Regions from separate parts of the Sus scrofa genome. Here region 1 is linked to region 2. The links are chromatin contacts, called in public promoter capture Hi-C maps. All regions are on one chromosome and are shown on one strand. Each heading gives the region's core, a stretch centred on a gene start, on an enhancer-like site or on the middle of the called end of the contact. The rest is flanking DNA. Distances are from core to core; before and after follow the strand shown.

Region 1 (5,031 bases), core at 179-2,678, 460 kb after region 2:
AAGGTGCCAACCAATCCACTTGGCACCACATTCACGCCACCAGGGGCCCCAGGGATGAGGCAGAAACCGTAATGAGTCACTATGGGCCCGTCATACCCACCCTCCCCCTCACCTGGTCACAGCCACAGACTCAGACACGATATGTGGGAGGGACAGAGCCCTGACTCAAGTCCACCTCCAGCCCTGCCAAGGTGACCCACAGGACTCCCCACTAATTCTGCATTAACCAATCCTGTGCCTGTTGCAGGCTAGGAACAGCAGGGTCTGGAAGAAGTGCTGTCACCAGCCAGAACCTACTAAGAATCCCACTCTGCCCCATCCCCTTTGCTCTCTTAAGCTCTCTCTTCTTTCTTAGCTTTCACTTCTCTGACAATCACTGAAGGGGTTGGTGGTATGGACGTTGTTAGAGGCACCCTGGTGACCAAATGGAACCAGGTGTGGGCAAGTTGTCCTGGACAGGTTGCAAGGTCCATTCTCCAGCTCAGGCTCCAGGGTATGTTTGGTGTTGGCTGGTGTCATAGGAACAATGCCCACAGCTGCCTCCGGGTGAGCTAGTATTCCATTCAGGTGCTGAGTAGTATCTCTGGGGGTGAGATGCAGAAGCAGAGGAGCTGTGTTGGGGGGGTTGGGGGTGAGCAGAAGTGGTCCTAATCCATACTGAGGGGAGCAGGGAAAAAAAAAAAAAAAAGCCCTGATCCATGTGAAGGGCAAAGCGGGGGCAAACAGAAGTGGGTCCAGTTCACTGGATGGGAAGTGTCTGGCTCTGTGCTTGGAGTTAAGAGACAAGAGCTGGAACTGGTTGAGGGTGGGGAGAGACAGGGGCAGAGTCGGTTCCGGTTGAGCCAAAGGCAGAGGGTCCTAGTTTACTGCTGGGCAGTGGCAGGGGCTCTCCCTTTGATCTTACCCAGTAGTCTCCAGAAAGCCCTTACTATAGCGTTTCCATAATCTTCCCCATATCAAAATGTCCCCACCCGTGGGGCTCCCAGAACTGACTTGGCCCAAAAGCGCAGACACGGGCTCCTCCAGTCTAGCGAGTGCTCAGGACTGGTCCACGCGGCCTTACGTGCATATTCATTCACATCATGTTTTTCCTTTCCCAATTCTGCACACACAGCCTCCTACCCTCTTGCAACGCTCCGCCACCCGCCTCCCCTCGGGGTGCCTGGAACCCGCGATGACGCGATCGGCAGGCCTGCCCTTAAAAAGTTCCCGGCCGGGCTCCGCCTAGCCGACATCGGGCTCCACCCTAAGCCTGTCTCAGGCGGCTCCTCCTGGAGCTACGCACTACAATTCCCGCCGTCCCTTGCGTGCGCTCTCCCACCTCTCCCGCGCTCCCCGCCAGCCCCGCCTGTGAATCGGCCAAGAGTGCCTCCCATTGGCTTCGCCGCCCTGTCAGTCACCTGGGTATTGAGGGGCGGGTCGGAGGTGGAGATCCGGATCCGGAGCGGCTGAAAGGCGGAAGTGGAGGCCGGAGCCTGGGACACCGCCGGGGGGAGAGGAGCGGAGCCTGTCCGAGCCCCGGCCTCAAGTAACGCCACCGCCCCGGAGCCACCGTGAGTGTGCCTGTCCCGGGACCCAGTGTCTCGCTCGCGTTGAAACCTCTCCGGGGCAGCCCCTCCTCCCGCCCGGCCCCGGCTTGGGGGGATACTGACCCCTCCCCCGACCCGTAGCCCCCTCTTAAGGGGCTCCCCAGGCGTCGAGCCAGAGCGGGGGCCGGGGGGGCTCTTCTTTCCTTCCCTTACTTGCCCTTCGTAACCCTTGGGAAACCCCTGTGGCTCTCCTCTGGCCTGTCCAGCCCGGTGGTGGGAGGGAGAGACCCTAAGTTTCGCTCCCTCTCCTCCTAGAATTGGAGGAATCTTTGTCAGGTGTGAAGGAGCCTGTCCGACTTCTCTTTTAGAGGTAGCCAGAAGTGTTGTCTGTCGCTGTTTTCCTTTACCCCGTCCCACAAAAACTGTTGTCCCTCCAGCCCTAGAGGAATTTTATCTTGATATCCTGAGGCTGGGGCGGGGTGTGGGGGGGGTGGTCCTGGGTGAGACCGCTCCCACAACTCCTTACTTCCTCTCTTTCCTCAAGCTAGACAGCCACCCAGGATCCTAGCAGAGTTTAAAGTCAGGGTCACTCTTTAGGAATGCCTTGTCTTCTCCTCGGCTTGCTCCCCTCTGCCCCAGCCCCGTCCTCTAGTTATGGTGTTCTCTGGTTGTGTCGTTCCCTGAGTGTATCGCTTTTCCTGCCTCTGAACAATTTAGCTGAGGTTTGCTCAATCCTAGCTACAGATCACACAGATCAGAGTGGATCTGCCCATTCATTATCATCTCTCTCCCCTTCTCCTCCCCCCTTGCTGGAGTCTCAACCGGGTCCTCCCAGAGCACGCGAGTGGTTCCAAGCTACCTCAGAGGGACTGCTCGTCCTGGGACTGGTGTCCGTTGGTCTTTAGAGAGGAGGAAAAAGACCAAAAATAAGGAGTCTGGAATTGAGGAGTGCTAGGCTCTTTCCCACTGCTAAACACACACTCACCTCCCTGATCAACAGGTCATGCCACTTCTAGTCCTAGGGTCTATTTCCATTCCTTTCTGGACTTGATCAACTCAGTTGTAGATTGCAGAGGATTAGGTGGAGATCACAGTGGCACCTCTGGGTTCTTCATGTGCTAATTTTTAGTGTAACCCAAGGAATTCCCACACCCGAAAGTGCTGATTCTCCCCAGCTTTTCCTAGAGACAGCTGGTTCTGACATCTGATCCTTGTCCATTGCTTGAAACTTAGGTGTGTGAAATGGCTGCTGTCTCAGACCAGGCTGGGAGGTTCTTTGTTATGTGGCCAAAGTACAGGCCTGAGACTGTACCTTAATGAGAGCAGCCTGACTCTGAGGCCATGACTGACCCTTGCTATCTACAGTGGAGGAAGGGAGGGAAGGCCACACAGTCTTTGGGAATTTCGGTACCTCTTCAGTATTCTGGGCCACCTTTACTGCCCTGAGATGGCAAGGTCTGAGGTGGTTTTGCCTTGAGATCTTTCGGACCACTTCTGGACAGTCATCACCAGTGTCTTCTACAGACTTTTGAGCTAAGCCTGGGATGCACTTACTTTGTATGGAATAACCAAAAAACCTGCCTTGTTAGGGTCCACAGTCGGATCACAAGCTCTCTGTCTGTGTGGACTTCTTTAGAGGGTTGGTAGAGACTTCTGCGGTCAGCCTGGTTTCTCTAATCTGGTCAGCCTGTGCCTCAAGGGGCAGGGCCTGAGAGGCCAGCTGTTCACCGGCCATTGGTCTCGACTAGACATACCTCCTCGGCAGTAGGCTGTGTTTCTGGATCTCTCTGGGAGACCCAGGGTGAGGCTGGCCAGCCTTTGGAGGCGACTGCTTTGTCTGGATGTGGGCTCCCAGCTCTGATTCTGAAGTAGGCTTTTGAAGGAAAAGCTCTCCCTTGCAGAGAGACAGAAAGACACCAGTGCCCTGGGTGGTTAGGCAGCCACTTTAGGCACCCAGAGAGTATAGAGGCCAAGCAGAGATCTGATACTGCTTGGCAGCGAGGGGCAGGGCACTGTGTGGGGGACAGAAGCCCCTCCCCTCCCATGCCCTTCCTCTCTTTTGCCTCTTAGAACCGGTGGGCCTTTTTCTGCCTTTAGGCTATAGAAAGGTGGTAACAGCTAATTTTTATGTCATTTTAAAGTTGCCAAGTTCTTTTCACACATGTTCCTTACAAGAGTCCGGGGAAATAGTGGGAGTTGTCTCCACTTTAGAGATGATGCTGAAGGCATTGACGTAGCTTGATTTAAATCACACGGTTAGAAAAGGGTAGAGCCGGGGCTTGGCATTTGGAATTAGATGTGCCTCATCTTCCCTTATAGCAGGCCCTCCTTTGGTCTGTTTGTGGAACGAATGCAGGTGAGCAAGCAGCAGCCCAGGTGCAGACCCTTTAGCGTTCCTCGTCATTGGTGCCCCTCTGGTTCGGTTTTCTTCCCCACCCCAGCCCCATCCTCCTTCCTCCACTGCCTCTGGGGCCACAGCAGTTAGGAGGCGCAGGTCAGTACTCTTCAGGGCCTAAGCGTTTGCTAACATTTGCGTGACATTAATTTCTTGGGAACCTGAAAGTTGTGATGGCTAGAAAATGAAATAAAAGTGAGTGGACTCAGGGGTCCCTCTGGGCAGGGGGAAGGGGCAGACAACTGGCAGAGCTGGCCTCTGCTTAGCCTCTGACTCCCCCCCACCCCCCCCAACCCCCCGCTCTCCCCCACCCCCATGCTGCCTCCTGCTTGCCTGGGAAGAGTGTGGCTCTCCACCCAGGACCCCTTTCACTAGAACTTGCAGGGAAACACAGAGCAGGGGCGGGAATTTAAATTCAGCCCCACCAAGCAAGTACTTCTTGGATCCTTTTTCCTCTGACCCCTGCCTGGTGGACAGAGAGGTGGTGTGGTGGGGTGAAAGGCTCGAGAGGCTTTCCAGTCAGCCAGGCCTGAGCTGTCATCTGGACTCTGTCATTTACCAGTTGCGTGGCCTTGGGCTTGTTGCTTGACTTCTCTGAGCCTCTCTTTTTTTCCAGTAAAGTGGGGGTGCAGGATCTCTTGCTGAATTAGAAGCAAAGGACAAGGACACAGTCCATTCCCAGGCCCGGGGTAGATGGGTATTGGCAAGGTTGGTGGGGTTTTGAAGATACATCGTAATTCATCCCTAGGATTCTGATTCACCGTTTCTGCCAGTTTTCACTGTGGTGCTTGGTGGTTTGCTGCATGGTTCCCATGTAGTTTTGTTTCAGAGATGGTAAACAGAATTGTTGTGGGTTGTAGTCCCATGTTACAGGAAGAACACTAAGGCCAGGACTGTGCTCCTCCTGCTGGGTTCTTGGAGCCACAGATGCGGTCAGGTCTTTGCCTCTTCTAGACACTTCAGTCTTACCCAGTATTAAACATTTTTATACTAAAACAATCCTGGATCTCTTAGAGATTGGGATGCGAAGTTTGCATGAATTTAAGCTAACACAGAAAACCTGAGGACAATATTTTGGTTGCAGCAGGTTGCTTTAGGTTCAATTCC
Region 2 (5,177 bases), core at 588-3,087:
GTCCAGCTGTCCACTCGGTCACCGTAGAGCAGCATGTACCGTGTGACCCAGTCCCAAGAGTTAAAGGAGCCCTGCGTGGCCACAGCTCGGATCCGGTGCTTCTTCATGAGGTCGATCTGGAGCCAGGGATTCGGGTCCCCAATCCGGGGAGACCACCCGCTTATGCCTATAGAAGGGGCAAGGGCTTTCACCACTGGCTTCCCTCATTACCTCCAGCCCTCCAGAGTCCCCCGCCCCACCCTGGGGTGTTGCCCCGCTCACCGTGCAGCCGGGCAAAGCGCGGTGCAGTGAAGAGCCCATAGTAGGAGGAGGCGCCCAGGGAGCGAGCGTACAGGGGCCCGACCAGCTCCTCGTCACAGCCGTCTGGGTTGGGAAACCGACATATTGATCAAGGTGGCCCCTCCCGGTGCTTCCACAGGCCCAGCAAGCTGAGCATCTGGAGCTCTTTCTTCTCTATCCCCCAGTGGCTGACCCAGCCCATCTACTCATCTGGGCCGCAGCAACAGCTGCACACTTAGTGGAGGCTGCCTTCTCCTTCTGGGGGAACCCCTAGTCCAGACCCTTCCCAATTCAGTTTCAGTACTCGCCAAAACACAACGCCAAACCTCAGCATCTTTCAGAGCCCGAGTCACCTCAAGACATTAATCCAGCCCCAGATTTAGCCTCAATCTCATTCTTCAGCACCCCAAACCTGCACCAACCCCGATTCCAGGCCTTGGTCCCAACCCCAGCCAGTCCTAACACCATTACCAGTTCCATGTCCAATCTTAGCACTGTACAGGACCACCAAATACTGCGTGGATCCCAGCCCCCGAATCCAGCCCCAGCCCCAAACCCTAGACCCTGGGCCGGCTCCAAGCCCAGCCCCAGCCCCTGGCAAAACCTTAACCGTAGCCCCGGTCACCTGTATTACCCATATTCCCAACCCTCAAACCCGGGCACTAGCTCCCTCTTGGATCCCAGTCCCAAATCCCAGCCGACCCCCGGGCCGACTCTGTCCTCAGCTCGAGCGAATCCCTAGCCTGGAGCACGCGCGCCAGCCTCGGAGCTGCATTGCGGAGCGCGGGGGAGAGGCAGCAAGGATGAAGGCGGAGGAGCGCGCGCCGGCGGGGAAGGCACCTGCGACCACCCAGCCGCAATGCGGTGTGGGACCCGCCCTGCAGGCCTTGGACTCCCGGCCCCCACGCAGCCTGCCTGCGAGCCCTGCACTCACAGTAGCCCCATCCCCGGGCTCCTGAGACCGCGGCGAGCAGGATGCAGAAGAGCCGGAGACGCATCATGCAGGGCTGACGGGTCCGGCGGCCGCCTCCCAGAGCCCGGCTCCAGCTAGGGCTCCGGTTCCAGTTCGACTTTCCTCCTGGGGTACGCAGCGGATCGCTGTCTCTCCTCCTTACCCACCCCTCCCTCTCTCCTCTCTCCCCGAGCCCTTCTCCCTTCTCTCCGTGCCGTTCCCGGTTCGCCGCTGTTCTCTCCTCTCCTTCCACCCTCTCTCTTCTCACCTCCCCCCTTCCCCAGCCTCTGTCTCCTGGCACGCGCCGCTTTCCCGGACCCCGCGCAAGCGCGCGCCTCAGCCCTGCTGCGAAAGGGCGGGGGTAGAGCCTCCAGCCACCGGGAAATACCCTGAATAACCCGAGGCTGAGAGGGGCTGTGGCCGCAACGATGGGGGAAGGGAGCCTAGGGTCCTGAAGAATCCGAGAAAAGGGAGGTGGAAGGCGAGGGTGCTTGGGGACAGGGAGAAGAGTAAGTGAAAGAATCTAATATTTCTGAAAGGAAATTATGCTCCAAGCACCCATGCTAGGCACCCTTGTCACCCTGTGAATTCTACATTTTTCCCTTACTCCACTTTGCAGATGAAAAACCTGAGGCTCAGCGAGATCAAAACACCTACTCAGGATCACACAGGTAGCCAGGAAATGATGAGATGCCAAAACCCATTCTTCTTCTCCTGGCAGGGTAAAGAGAAGTTATTTTTAGGGGGTAGAATGGAAAAAGGTAGGTAAAGAGGACCCGCAGACCCTAATCCCCACCGCCTTCTTGGCCCTTTTCCCCGCCCCTTCCTTCCTGTCCCTCTAGTTTAACTTCTCTCTGCAGTGGCTTTACCTCAGAAACCTGAGTAGCCAGAGATGGGGACTGTGCCCGCAGAGCAGGTGGGAGTGGGGGCAGGGGGGGAGGGTTACAGAGAGGGAGGTAAGGTGAAGGGATGGGATTCCCCACCTGGCACCAGGCCTCTGGTCGGCTGTGACCTATCCAGGGCACCTGGAGCCCTCTGGGACCAGATAGATGGGGCTGGGGTTGTGCGGCTGGGGTTGGGGGACGGGACTGGGGCTGAGGGGAAGGGTGAGCTGAAGCTAGAAGTCTGAGTTCCCAACCGAGGCCAGAAAACCTAAGCCCCAACCCTTATGACCACCTCGGTATAAGTAGTTCAGTGCACCTGTACTGGAGGGTGGGGGTTGGGGGGAGGGACTCCAGACCAAGCCTGGCCTCCAGGGACCAGGTCTGAGGCAGAGGCTGCATGTGAGTGTTCTTCCAGGAGAGGGCGCTGCAAAGGAACTGACTCTAAGATTTACTGATAATACAAACGCTTGGCCTACCCGGAACACTGATGCTTCACACCCTTTATCGTCCTTGCTTCAAACAACCCTGCTAGGTGGGCTAGTCAGGATTTCTAAACTCGACATTACAGATTAGTCAACTGGAGATCCTGAAAAAGGCCTGCCCAAGGTCACGAAGGAAGCTGGACACAGAGGCAGAAGGGGTGCAAGGGAAGCGAGGGCCTGTTGAGGGTGTGCTAGGACGAGTTTGGAGAAGAGTTTGTCTTCTCACCGTGTACTGTACCATTGTGCCTGGTCACACAGGTGCTCCCAGCTTGGAATGCATGTGTGGGAGGGGGAGGCTTGTGGTGGAGGCATGTCTCATAAGGTCTCTCTTCTCATTTTGGCCTCCCCAGGTTTCCTGGGGCCCCTACTCCGGGGACTATGAAGAGGCATATTCTGCTGAACCGTTGCCAGAGCTCTGCCACAAGGCTGATGTCCAGGCCTTCAGTCGGGCCTTCCAACCCAGTGTCTCTTTGACCGTGGCTGCTCTGGGTCTGGCGGGCAATGGCCTGGTCCTGGCCACCCATCTGGCGGCCCGTCGCGCTGCCCGCTCGCCTACCTCCGCCCACCTGCTCCAGCTGGCCCTGGCCGACCTCCTGCTGGCTCTGACTCTGCCCTTTGCTGCAGCCGGGGCTCTGCAGGGCTGGAGTCTGGGAAGTGTCACCTGCCGCGCCATTTCGGGCCTCTACTCGGCCTCCTTCCACGCCGGCTTCCTCTTCCTGGCCTGTATCAGCGCCGACCGCTACGTGGCCATCGCGCGAGCCCTCCCAGCTGGACCGAGACCCTCCGCGCCGGGCCGCGCACACTTGGTCTCCGTCGTCGTGTGGCTGTTATCGCTGCTCCTGGCGCTGCCTGCTCTCCTTTTCAGCCAGGACGGCCAGCGGGAAGGCCAGCGGCGCTGCCGTCTCATCTTCCCCGAGGGCCTCACGCAGACGGTGAAGGGGGCGAGCGCCGTAGCGCAGGTGGTCCTGGGCTTCGCGCTGCCGCTGGGCGTCATGGCGGCCTGCTACGCGCTCCTGGGCCGCACGCTGCTGGCCACCAGGGGGCCGGAGCGCCGGCGCGCGCTGCGCGTCGTGGTGGCCCTGGTGGCGGCGTTTGTGATACTGCAGCTGCCCTACAGTCTCGCCCTGCTGTTGGATACTGCTGACCTACTGGCGGCCCGCGAGCGGAGCTGTCCTGCCAGCAAGCGCAAGGATCTGGCACTGCTGGTGACCGGAGGCTTGGCCCTCGCCCGCTGCGGCCTCAACCCAGTGCTCTACGCTTTTCTGGGCCTGCGCTTCCGCCAGGACCTGCGGAGGCTGCTTCGGAGTGGGGGCTGCAGTCCAGGGCCTCACCCCCGCGGCCGCTGCCCCCGCCGGCCCCGCCTTTCTTCCTGTTCGGCTCCCACTGAGACCAACAGTGTCTCCTTCTGGGATCACTAGAGCTGCGAATCAAGAGAAGGGGGAGGGCTGAGGAAATGATTCCAGGGAGGGTAGTGGGAAAGGGGAATAAGCGGGGGACACGGAGGAAGAGGTAGGGACCTAAAGGAATTGCTTCTGTTCTTTGGCATATTAAATTTACAACATGGAAATGAGATGCAACCCAACAACTGTTACTATTTTTGAGACACTGGCTTGGAAGTGATTTGTAGCAGGGCAGAGCTGGAGGGTAACTCCCCCTCCCGCCCCCCCTTCCCACTCCGCGGAGCTTGACTCTTGGTGGAAGGTGCTGAGAGCCTGCGTGGGGGTGGGGGGCTGCTGAGCCTGCTAAAGCTCTAGGCACTGACACCCTCTCCACCTTTCCTTGGACTCTGCTAACAGAGGTGAGGTGGGAAAGCTGCCAGGCGAGGAGGGGCGGGGGTTCCTCCCGAAATAGTGTAAGGAAGAGCTTTCTAACAACCACAGAGTGCTATCCAGTAATGGCTGCCTTAGCAAGTACCGAGCTCCCAGCCTCTGGAATGTTCAAGCTGAGGCTGTCGGGGACTGTGTGTGCCTATGCCTGGTGTGGGGGTAGGGACGGCGCCAGGAGATTCCCGTTTTGGGTGTGCTTTTGGATTCAATTACCACTCGACAGTCCCTTCTAAGGTTCTCTGGTGGAGAGAAAAAAAAAAGCAATTTAAGAAGTTGTCGGAGTTTTTCACCTTGGAGAAGATCCAAGAAGAGAATTCCAAGTTGCAAATTTCCAAAGAGTGGCTGTCACGGGCGTGGTGGAGTAGGGGTGACAGCCACTCTCCATCTTCTTTGGGGACGAGGTCAGAGGAAATGCACTGAACCTGCCGGAGAGAGGTTAGACAAGGGAAAAAACTTCCCTTGAAGGCAAGGGCTTGGGATCCAGGTACATGGTTGTGGTGCTAACGTCCCTAGGAAGCCTCAGCACAGGCCACACTCCTCTGGGGCGAGGTCAAGGCAGGGATGGCCTCTAGAGACATTGATTCTTGGTCTTTGTTTTATACAGTCACGACAGGCACGATGGTGTCCGCGTGTGACAAGTCTCCCGGTTTAATATCCGGTCATCAAAGCTGCCCCAACCGCTCCAATCGAGAGTCTGGGGACCCAGGGCAAGACGGGCGGGGCGTGGCGGGGATGTCTCCAGGGAGGCGCTGGC

The links. Promoter capture Hi-C pulls out the DNA fragments that hold promoters and counts their contacts.
Region 1: a promoter capture Hi-C map of fetal liver shows a contact between it and region 2, with 2.2 times the contacts expected there. The contact joins the promoter of RAB5C here to the promoter of CNTNAP1 in region 2. A contact is called at or near these places in 1 of 5 promoter capture datasets (fetal liver) and 2 of 2 datasets of contacts at active chromatin or transcription factors (alveolar macrophages and skeletal muscle).

The regions. Positions count from the first base shown.
Region 1 is chr12:20,612,563-20,617,593 of Sscrofa11.1, forward strand. RAB5C (RAB5C, member RAS oncogene family) reads left to right here and starts at 1,429. Exons shown (of 6, transcript NM_001244254.1): 1 at 1,429-1,553.
Region 2 is chr12:20,155,504-20,160,680 of Sscrofa11.1, forward strand. It overlaps CNTNAP1 (contactin-associated protein 1), which reads right to left and starts at 1,838. Exons shown (of 24, transcript XM_021066979.1): 1 at 1,214-1,838; 2 at 262-363; 3 at 1-166. The coding sequence starts at 1,280. CCR10 (C-C motif chemokine receptor 10) reads left to right here and starts at 2,124. Exons shown (of 2, transcript NM_001044563.1): 1 at 2,124-2,147; 2 at 2,948-4,015. The coding sequence starts at 2,124. The coding sequence ends at 4,015.